Linked DNA regions of Lactuca sativa: region 2 is linked to region 1. A link is a contact called in public Hi-C data. All regions are on one chromosome and are shown on one strand. Each heading gives the region's core, a stretch centred on a gene start, on an enhancer-like site or on the middle of the called end of the contact. The rest is flanking DNA. Distances are from core to core; before and after follow the strand shown. Region 1 holds the start of LOC111900936 (7-ethoxycoumarin O-deethylase). Region 2 holds the start of LOC111900937 (conserved oligomeric Golgi complex subunit 5).

Region 1 (6,041 bases), core at 3,377-5,876:
TTTATCTATATATGAGATATAATGTTAAAAATTGGACCGAGTTAATCTTGAATTCATTAAAATGTCGATCAAAAGTTAAGTGTTGGATTTGTAAAAGTTACTCAAGTGTGGTTAGATTGTAACCGATCCTGAAAATGTGTAATTTTTTTATTGGTTGTTTTTATTTTCACATAATACATAATATTTATATTTTTACATGAATTTTCCTCAATGGATTTAAAACTTAATATTCTAAATTTCTGATAGGGTCAAAACAAGTGGAATCACAATGTCTTTAACCTTAATGCCGACCGGCTAAGTTAAAAAATGATATGAAAAAATAATAACAAAATTGAGTTTAAATTCAGTGGTTTCATCGTTTTTTATGATAAAAGATATTATTTATGTATTTATTACTGATGTTGATTTAGATATTTGGTATTCTAATTCTAGTATAATAAGTGTGTATAAAAATTGGTGTCATCCAAATAAAGTTATGATCCAAATAGTGATGAAGATTCTCCACGCACAAGTCACAAAAAATACACAAAAGATTATCAACTTCAATATTTTCCTCGCCCAAGTTATCTTTTATCGGGATTTTATTAGGATACAAAACCAAGCTAACATTTTCATCTTAATAGGAACTAAAGTATTCCATTTTTTTGCCGATTGATCAATAATCAAAGTAACTTAAGAATCTCAATTTCGTAAAAACTCAACCTGTTGGAATCCTAAGTCAAGTAGGACTTGGAGACCAAGTAAGAATGGGTTTTTAAGCAAGTAGGTTTAAGAGTCATAGTCTAGTTCTACAAGTCGGTAGAATATAGGTCTATATATACATTGTTAAAATCGAGTTATGATTTTAGAATGTAACACATCAAATTGAGTTTTGAGTTATTTTCTCAATATATTGGAGAGTTAATCCATATTACTTGTGTTTTCAATCTTTAATTGGTATCAGAGCTTAAGTTAAGTAGCTCTGAGACCGAGTTACTTACCTATTGACGAGCTAGGTCAATATGTTAGACGTAGAAGATGGTGCAGGGCTGCTCCGGTGAGAGTGAAGGAGGTTGGGACAACCACAGTGGCATGTCCAATGCTCACTAATTACATCGTCTGGACACTAAGGATGAAAGTAGTGCTCAGAATTCACAAAGCTTGGACATCAATTGATCCAAGAACAGACGATAATGATGAAAAAAATTACCTGGCAATCGGATTGTTGTACCAAGCAGTGCCAGAATCGTTGATTATGCAACTGGGTGATGTCGAATCAGCTAAAGTTCTCTGGGATGCGATAAAAGCTCGTCATATTGGGGTCGATCGAGTGAAGGAGGCCCGTCTTCAAAACCTGAACTCTGACTTTGACAGAATGAAGATGATGGAATCAGAATCGATCGATACCTTTGCTGGAAAGTTGTCCGGAATTGCGTCCCAATCAGCAACACTTGGCGAAACTATTAAAGAATTGAAGATTGTTAAGAAATTTCTTAAATCTTTACCAAAGAAGTTCATCCATATTGTAGCCTCCCTCAAACAAGTTCTTGACCTGAAAACTGTTGGATACGAGGATGTGGTTGGGCAATTGAAGGCCTACGAGGAAAGAGTAAGGGAAGAAGATGTCGATGGGAGCGATCAATCGAAGGTGCTATTTGTAAAATCGATCGGAGATGGAGGTGGGTCGTCATCTGGTGGTACAGGCGTGTCGAGGTAACATACTGGAGCGAAAGGAAGGTTGAAAGGGGCAGGTGGATCCGGTGGATTTAATCAAAACAATGGATCTGGATTTGGGTCAGCTAATGGGCACAAATCAAATCGTAGCCCACAAGGAAATAAAAACAATAATACATCACAAGCCCAAGGTGGAGAGCCCAATTCTAATTCAGATTGCAAAAATTGTAATTATTGTTGTGACAAGAATCGGAAAACTAGGAAAAAGGACCGATCTAAGGTGGGTGATGATATGATTTCTTCAGTTTTCAGCTGGATGAAGTATAGGGGGAGATTCAGAAATTATAATTGGGTTCTTTGGTGTTGTAATCCTTTCTTAATTGTGTATTTGTTTTTTTTCCTTTCCTTGCCTAGGCTCTTTCTAGGCAGCAGGTTAATAAAACTTGTCATTATTTATCAACTAGTTTGATTTTATTTCAAGAACATGGCCCTATCAATCATTGTTAATAAAATTTACTATCGTACACACTATTTTGTAGACTTCAGTTGGCAGCAACAATATGCAAATACAAGTGTGGAAGTATTATTAAATCATTTGCAAAATAAACTTCAAGCTACAATTAATTCAGTAAGTTTTTTATTACTTTAATATCATGTTATATATATATATATATATATATATATATATATATATATATATATATATATATATATATATATATATATATATATATATATATATATATATAAGCTTAAGTTATTCAATTCAAACTAATTATTGTGTTATTGTATGCATAAATGTGGGCCAATTAAATTTACTTATTTTAAGAAAGTGATTAATATATATATATATATATATATATATATATATATATATATATATATATATATATATATATATATTATTGAATTAAATATAATTGAAAATATCATCTTAATTAATTACAAGGGTAATTTAGTCAATTAATATAGATTTAATAAAAAAAATTGCATTTTTTAAGGGATCATATATTCTATTAATTTTAAAAATCCGATTTTACAAATTATAATTCTTTTAATTCGGACATTCTGGCAGAATATGTTTATGAGTATATTCAAAAATAAAAATATTGTTGAACCATAAATAATAAAAATATTCTTGAACTTATTTCTTGATCATGAATTTAAAAACTTCTGGTAGAATAACAAATTCTTGAACAATCAATTGAAGAATAAAAACAAAAAATACAATATTTCTTATAGAATACGGATAACAATTGTTAAAAATTACATTTATTGTTAAAGAATAAAACTTAATAACAATCAAAACGGGAAAGAAAACATTAAAATCTAACAATGACTAATACATTCTAAAAGAATAATGTGGTCCATTTCAATTTTGTGGTCTGTTCTTCAAGCATCAACTTCTGTGATTCCAACAGAATTGGAATTCGTCATTCCATTCCAATAGAATTGGAATCTCACCAATATATCATTCATTGAATCATCTACATAAACATACTTGATACCTTTTCAGAATTCAACATTGTCAAGATCCTGCACTGTCCACATAAATGAAGTGTTAAATCAGGAAAAAAAATTTGAATGAAAAGCAAAGTAATCATTTCCTGTCAAAAGAATCAGAAAAAGACAAGCTATGTAGATGATCAAACCTTTGCAAATTAAGGGTCCATGCGATAGGAAGAAGCTAAATCGGATAAGAAGAAGCTAAATCTGATAGGAAGAAGCTAAATCAGAATTTTATAAGGGAATCCATGGTTGTTATTGATGACAAAAACTTTGTTTTTGAGCAATTAAGTAAACGCAAAACAATAAAAAAAAAAATATTGGTTCTAAAAGTTTGGATTCTGCTGCTGTGAAATCAGTAATTCAAGATTCTTCTTCAACTTTTGGGGATGAAATAAAAAGGGAAAGTTTAGGGGTTTGGTTCTAATCAAGTTAGAGGAGAAATTCAGAGAAACTGTTTCTGATTCCAACTCTCAATTCCATTGAATTGGCGTTCAAAATCAATGAGATCAGAGAAAATATCAGATGAAACTTCGCATTTTACAAAACCTTCTGTTGGGATTCTTGACTTAAGATCACAATCAATGAGAGTTTCCACGCCAACCCAGATGAAGAATTCTGTAGATAACAAAGAATCAAAAGGAGAAACATCATTCACGGAATATACACCTCGAGAATTTAGCTTTGATTCTTCTTTTGAGATGAAATCATAAAAACACAAATTTCTCTTGATTTTATCAGAATATTAACATCAAAATCAAAAATTCAAAATAATGCAACACCCGAAACAACATATTTCGATCGGAAGACATTGATAAATAAAGGAAGAAATAGAGGTGGATCTGGAGGGAATACCTTGGGCGCAATGATATGCGTGTGTGTGTTTGCGCGACAACTGGGGAAGCAACGATTGGGACCATCGACTAATTAGAAGCAGATAATGGCCACAATGATCGGAAGTATCAGGGAGGGAAGGCTAGCTCGATTGTGAATGGAGGGATGAAGACGATTTGTGGAAGACGATGACCTGTTGTATATAAAAAAAGAAATTAGGTTACAAGTGAATGTTAGCGTGATTACATGGACTATTTGTGGAAGATATTTATCAAATTATTAAAATACCCTTGTTTATTTATTTAATTATTTAAATTTTTATTTAATTATGATTGGCCCACATTTATGCATACAAAAACACAATAATTACTTTAAACATTTGAATTTATCTCTCTCTCTCTCTATCTATCTATCTATATATATATATATATATATATATATATATATATATATATATATATATATATATATATATATATATATATATATATATATATATATATATATATATATATATATATATATATATATATATATATATTGTTCAAATAAATATGGGTATGAAAGTCAAAGATTTGGTCTATGATTTGTGGTGAATGCAATGATATAAAATAAGTATTATCCGAATGTGAGGATTTAATAAAAGAATTAAGATAACCTAATTAAACAATATCCGTCACCATATCATAAACTCCCCTGCATATCCCGTGAAAGTGCAAAATCTAACAGTAATGGAGTTTGTGATTATCGCGTTAGGTCTGTTCTCATCTTGCGCACTTATCGGAATCATTTCCACAGTTTTTGGTATCGGTAAGCCCAAGAACCTACCTCCAGGCCCAGCCCCGCTGCCGATCATCGGAAACCTCCACTTGCTCGGCGACCACCCACACCAATCCCTAGCCAATCTAGCCAAGATCTATGGCCCAGTTATGTTCCTTAAACTTGGTCGCACCACCGCACTAGTCATCTCCTCCGCCGCTGCCGCCAAAGAAGTCCTCCAAAAGCAAGACCTTGCTTTCTCCTCCCGCCATATACCCGACGCTCTCAACGCCCACAACCACTCCCATTACTCCACCGTCTGGCTCCCCGTTTCCACACAGTGGCGGACTCTACGCAAGATCCTTAACACCAACATTTTCACCGGCAACTCCCTTGATACTAACCAACATTTACGGAGAAAGAAAGTTCAAGAACTAGTGGCGTACTGTAGAAAAGCCGGCGCGTGCAAAGATCCGGTGGACATCGGTCGAGCTGCTTTCAGAACTACCCTGAATCTCTTATCCAACACTATTTTCTCCATAGATTTAACAGACCCGTATGAGGATTCCGGTAAAGAGTTCAAGGAGCTGGTTGGAAACATCATGGTCGAGGCCGGAAAGCCAAATCTTGTTGACTTTTTCCCGTTGTTAAAGAAGATCGATCCACAAGGGATCAAGAGGAGAATGACACATTATTTTGGGAAGATTTTTGAGATTTCTGAGGAATTGATTGAAGAGAGGTTAGTGATGAATGGATCCAAGCATGAAGACGTATTGGATGTGTGTCTCAAACTCAGTCAAGAGAATCCAGATGAGATCAATCGAGCACATATCAAGAGCTTGTTTTTGGTACGTCTTGTATTTCAAATATAGGTTTAAATGCATAAATGGTATATATGAAGTTAATTAACGCATGTCTATAAGACTATAACCATAATCTGATTAAAGTATCAAATATCTTTTTCTAGGGTTTTTGCCCGGATCTTGATTTTGGTCGAATACATATGACTCCTGTCTCCTGCCAATTAAACTATATTTTGTACTAATATATGAGAATATTAAACATTTTGGTTTTTTTATTTAATAATTGAGTTAAAAATAAATCTCGATATTATCTAATATTTATAACATGAAGTTGTGATTGTCGAATACATGTGTATTGATTTTCTTCTACCAAGAAGTGAAAGTGAAAATTACAATTTTAGATAAGGCTTTTTTTTATTATAAATATATTATATTATACAATAAATGATAATAATATCTATGTATTATAGGAGTACAGCTTCGGTT
Region 2 (5,956 bases), core at 2,898-5,397, 140 kb after region 1:
CCAATTTTCAAGCCCAACTCTTATGATTCGTTATTGTTCATGTTATTTGTTTGAGTCCAAATAATTCTCTTTATTGTTCATCAATTGTATTGATTAAGCCCAAAAGAATTTAATCCATTTACTCCTTATTCTTTTAACTGATTAAGTCCGACTCAAATTCAAAGACTGTTTAAGTCTTGTATCTTAATCAAAATCTCGATGTTCTTCGTTTCTGTATTCTTGTTAAAATCAATCCGTTTGGATTTTGTGAAAAGCGATAGCGAAGGCTGAGTATTTGAGAATTGGAGGATCGATTTTGTTGATTTGGTTTAAGTTGACTCTCTTTTTGAAGTCAAAATTAATGTTCTTGATAAATTGAACTTGAAATTGAAACTTGTTTTTGGAATTCAAATGGTTTTATTGGGAACAAAATTGCTTTTGTGGCGGCATATTAAAGTCGAATACTGATTTAGGTCTGCATATTGTGATTCGATTTTGGTTGAGGGAACTATTAATCAAGAATTTGATCTGAGGGTCTGTTAATACAATGCAAAGGGCTGATGATGATGGTTGATAGCGAAGTCAACATCAGAAAGTCAAAGTTAACTTGAAATTGAGAATTAAAGTCTTTGATATCGATAGGTATAGGTTTGTTAACAAAGAGTTGTTCAATGACTAATTGTGAAAAGCGAGGACTAGAGTATTGAGATCGATTTGGGAAATTTTGATTTTGAAGGTCTGATGGGTTGAAGAGATGTTGAGGTTGTTCAATTTGATAGTCGAATTCAACTGAAAATTGATTTGGAGTCGACATCAGTGAATTTGAAAGTGATGTTTCCTAATGGAAGTCAATTGAGAAGGAAGCAAATTGGTAGAAAAGAAATGATGCATCGATTTTGGAGTCAATATTCGAAATGTTGAGGTTTGTTTGCTCTTCCTGTTGATAACGGAAGGTTGAGTTTTTCCATGTTTATGGATTAGGAAGATTGACCAGATTTCGAAATCTCAATATTGATATTTCGAAGGTTTGTGGTGATATTTGGGCTACAAATCGAATGTTTTGGATTTGGGGTCGAGTATTTGATTTCACAGGGTCGATGTTTCGAAGGCTTGCTCGTTAAGTAACGAAGCCTTGTTTGTTAATTTCAAAGTCATGGCCTGATAACGAATTGGGTTGTGATGATAAATTTGAAGGTTTTGATATCGATAGTCGACGGTAGAAATTTTTTGATTGGGGAAGAAATGCAAACAAGTTTCGAAATTAGTCACTCAAGCTTCAAAAGTGTGATACCTTTTACCCACCTTCGACATTTGAGGTAATTTTTGACAGTTTGGAAGAAATAAGGCATGAATTGGTCCCTGCAAAAGTTTGACACTTTGTACCATATTCGACATTAGGACCTTATTTTTTGAAAATTTGAAGAAAAGTGGAAGAAATTTCGAAAGTAGTCCCTAAAGTTTCGAAATTTTGGCAGATGATACCCAATTTCGAAAATGGTGTTCCAAAGCTGAGAAATTGAAGAAAATCTTGCAACTTTCACCCAAAAAGTCAAAAAATTTCACAAATTGGAAATTTTTTTTGAGGCTTTTTCGTGATTGTTTTTCCGTGCAAGTTTTTCGGGAGTTTCACATCAAAGGAGAGTATTGCGTAGTTTATTCCTCAAGCGCTTCTCACCCTTAATGGGGTTTATAATCATTTTTTTATTATAAAAAGGGGGAGAATGATGGGTATTTGAAGCGGGTTTTTCATATATTCATTGCGGATTTTGAAGACCGGTGTTACTTCGAGGGAGATTTTGGTCTTGATCGCGCGAGCTCGTTGGATATTAAAGTCGGACATCCAATCCTAACTTTGAGGGGGAGAATGTTAGGGTGCAAAGTCACGCTTGGATATATTTGTGTTTTACTGCTTTGTATGTGTGTAATGAGTTGTCTTTCCTTTATAAGGAAGTGAGTGACACTCATTTAGTCTAATAATCATTTTGGAGTGTTAGACTAGAGAGAGAATTTTTACAAAACCCATTTATACGTTCTTTCTACATCTAATGAGAGTTTAACAAGATTTATTTACTCCAGGTGTTCATAATTTACATGATGATACATTAGATCTTTTCTAAATCCGTACATGTCATCATAATCAAGACCATTACAGTTAATAGGAACTAATAGGAACTACATTTCATTTCATTCATCGAAGAGGCCATACATTACAACTGAGGTTATTGTGTTACTAAACCCCCCCCCCCCCCCCCAAAAAAAAAAAAAAAAAGATGGTTCTAAAAACCCTAACATCGTCAACAAGCACCACTGATCAAAATAACCAACAACACATACCCTAATACAAACATATTATACTAGCAATTGACGAACTTAGACAAAAACAAACCACCTTCGACAACCAAAATAACCCAAAAAACGCTAATCGTCATCATGCTACCTACGAACTAAACTACACCCCCTAAAATCCCCACCCAGAACATTCGACACAAACATGAACCCCGATCAACGACATCACTGCAACTCCAACAGCACCCATCATCGTCATTATCCTTTTCAAGTAGCATATTTCCTCGCTAAATTCGCCAAGCTGCTGTCACATTTCATCTCTCATTTCCTTAATTTGCACTTGGGTTTCCATGGCGTGAAGCTCTTAATCAGTTGGTACGTCTAGGTCTGAAACTCTGAAACCACCATAGGAGAAGCTTTGTTCTGAGGCCATCTTGATTTATAAGTGGGAAAAAAGCGAACCCGGTGGTATTATGTGAAGGTTACGGATTAGGGTAACAAAGCGGGTGGGGAAGACGGATTTAGGATATCCCTTCAATTTATAAGGGGGATCATTCACGATGACTAGACAATCTTGGGGACCAACATTACAACAGTAATAATCCACGGTGGAGGCCCATGTCACGAAAATATAGGTTATACCTTTTACAATCGATAAAACGTAAAATGATGTAATTAAATGGTCATATGAGAGTTTATTCCTTTAATGTGAAAAAAAAAATTAATGACCTTTTAAAACAAACACGATAAGTTTGATAGGCTAATATGACATTTGCCCTCAACGTTTCGATGTAAATTTAGAACCTTTAGTTCGTTAATTTAAAAAATTATTTGTTTTTTTATGTATGTTTCGGTATAAATTCGAGTTCGCCTACGTTTCTTTGTAATTTTTTTACGTTCTGGTGCTTATTTTTATGTACGCTTTCTACGTATGAGCCAGATCACATGTAATATTTTTTTTAATTATTTGCATCTTACTTATATTCATATACGTTTTGTATATAATACAGTTTCGCTTTGCATGACTTTGCCATTTCACTATTATGGTTTGTCAATTTAAGTCTTCTTAAATTTGTGTTTAAAATATAACAACTTATTTTCTACTACTTCTTGACTACGTTACTGCCACCGCAATGGACTGACGGTAAAATCCTAGTTTTGTACTCCCTCCGTCCCAAAATTATAGTCTGTCTTTCCTTTTTGGTTTGTCCTAAAATAATAGTCCACTTCTAAAAATAAATAGCATTTTTACCAAAATACCCCATAATTATTACTTAAACAACTAAGCATTTAATAGAACATTAACGCTTTGTTCCCGAGTTCTACTTAAGGAGATAAATGGGAGGATACGGAGGGAAAGTGAGGGGTGTCGAAGGAAAATCGTGTTCCCGAGTTTCATTAATGGAAGGAAAGTGAGGGGAGGGGAAGGATTTTGGAGTCATATTTTCCTTTCAAATTTTCCTCCCAAATTGGGCGGATTTGGGAAGAAAGTGAAGGGAAGGAAAATTTTATGCTTTATTTGCTTTTTCCTCTTAACTCGGGAACACAAAAACTTAAAATTTTCCTTCCATTTCCTTTCATTTCCTTCGAACTCGGGAACACATAATAATGAATATTTTCCTTCACCTCCCTTTCTTTCCGTCAAAATTTTCCTTCCCTTTCTTTTAATGAATTTACAAAAAAACTCGGGAACAAGGCGTAAATGCAGAGTAATGACAAAACTGTCATTTTATTGTATAAAGTTAGTGGTAATTAATGCTTCCTTAATCTGTGTGTTTTTTGTCCGTGGACAATAATATTGCGACGGAGGGAGTAGTAAAAAATAAAAAATAAATAAAAAAAAAGGGTTATGATGGTTATTTTCTGATTGGAGTGAGAGGTAGTTGACTGTCGCGTATCGGTGGATAATTGTTTCTCAGTTGCTTAATAAAATTTGTTCCCGGTGCGGATTACCCATATCTGCATCCGATCGGGGAAGAATGGCATCGCCGGCGGTCCAGCGTTCATCAATTCAGCGCCTCCCTACCTTCAAAGACAGAACCACTGCCACCACCTCCGGAACCCCATCATCGTCCAGCCCTCCATCCTCTTCCTCATCACTCTTAGATTCCTTTGCCTCCGACCCAATTTTCTCCAAATTCCTCTCCTCCGATTTCGACTCAACCCGGTTCTCCTCTGAGGCGCTCTCTTCAGGCACAGCTGCTGCTCGTGCCGAGAAGATCCAAGACGGCATTCGCCTCCTAGAGAAGCAGCTCCGTTCCGAAGTCCTGTCTCGTCACAACGATCTTCTCTCGCAGCTCTCTTCCGTCAAGGATGCCGAATCCTCTCTCTCCTCCATTCGGTCCGCCGTCTCGACTCTCCAATCCTCCGTACGCCTCGTCCGTTCCGAGATCGCCGATCCAAACCGTCAGATCCGATCTAAAACGGTTCAACTCTCTAACCTCCATTTCACCGTCGATCTCCTTCAGTCCACTGTCCGTGTACTCCGTCTCTCCAAGAAGCTACGCGACGTGATGGCGGAACCCGAAGCCGAGAAACTCGATCTCTCCAAAGCTGCTCAATTACACAGTGAGATATTGCGCCTCTGCAATGAAAATGATCTATCTGGAATTGTCCCAGTCGATGAGGAACTGAAATGGATATACGAAGCAGGCCAGAGGTTGCGCTCTGAAGGAATGAAAGTACTTGAAAGGGGTCTTGAAAGTTTTAATCAGGCAGAGGTTGGTGCTGGCTTACAGGTGTTCTACAATCTAGGGGAGTTGCGGACAACGGTAGATACTTTGATAAACAAGTATAAGACTCAGGGTGTAAAGAGTGTGAGTGTTGCCTTGGATATGAAGGCGATATCTACATCCGGTGGTGGTAGTTTTGGTGGTCCGGGAGGGATACAAAGGAGTGGAACACCACAGCTCGGTGGTGGTGGTAAGGCCAAAGATGCATTATGGCAGAGGATGGCTGTTTGTATGGATCATTTGCATTCAGTCGTGGTTGCCATTTGGCATTTGCAGAGGGTGTTATCAAAGAAAAGGGATCCCTTCACTCATGCCTTGCTACTTGATGAAGTGATGCAGGTGAGTTGATGCTGTAATCTCATTTTCAATTCGTTTATGTTAATTCAGTATGATTCTTTGAGTTCCTCTTGCTGAATCCTTGATGAGTAGGTTATATACTTATATATACTCTTAGCATTAAGTTAGATAACTGTGTGCTGTTATTATATAATAATGATGCTTCAAAATTTACAGGGCAAGGAAACTTAGATCATGACTAATACAATACATTTTGATGAATCTCTTTTAAGTAACAGGGTGTTTGGATATAGTTCTACCACCAGTTCTTACTTTTTGATTCAGTTCTTAATCCAATACATTACATATGAATGTTTCTTTTTTACACAATACAAAACTGAACAAGCTTTCTAGGGATGTTTTCTATGTAGAAGCGGAAGAGGAGGGCATTCATGTCTTTTCATCTGCATGAAGCTTATATCTTTTTCTATTAAATTTGTTTGTAGGAAGGCGACTCTATCTTAACCACTCGTGTGTGGGAGGCAATTGTAAAATCATTCGCAAACCAAATGAAATCCACTTTCACAGCATCAAGTTTTGTCAAAGAGATATTCACAGTTGGATACCCAAAGCTCTTCTCCATGATAGAAAATCTTCTTGAAAGAATTTCTCGAGACACAGAT

Evidence for each region. Hi-C and Micro-C count contacts between places; a contact is called where the count stands out from the background.
Region 2: a Hi-C map of leaf shows a contact between it and region 1, with 4 times the contacts expected there. The contact joins the promoter of LOC111900937 here to the promoter of LOC111900936 in region 1. A contact is called at or near these places in 2 of 4 Hi-C or Micro-C datasets (leaf and seed).

What each region holds. Positions count from the first base shown.
Region 1 is chr8:252,346,985-252,353,025 of Lsat_Salinas_v11, forward strand. It overlaps LOC111900936 (7-ethoxycoumarin O-deethylase), which reads left to right and starts at 4,627. Exons shown (of 2, transcript XM_023896804.3): 1 at 4,627-5,600. The coding sequence starts at 4,725. It overlaps LOC128127591 (a long non-coding RNA gene), which reads right to left and starts at 4,788. Exons shown (of 3, transcript XR_008225487.1): 1 at 4,652-4,788; 2 at 4,015-4,186; 3 at 2,866-3,777.
Region 2 is chr8:252,489,870-252,495,825 of Lsat_Salinas_v11, forward strand. It overlaps LOC111900937 (conserved oligomeric Golgi complex subunit 5), which reads left to right and starts at 4,148. Exons shown (of 3, transcript XM_023896806.3): 1 at 4,148-5,336; 2 at 5,780-5,956. The coding sequence starts at 4,245.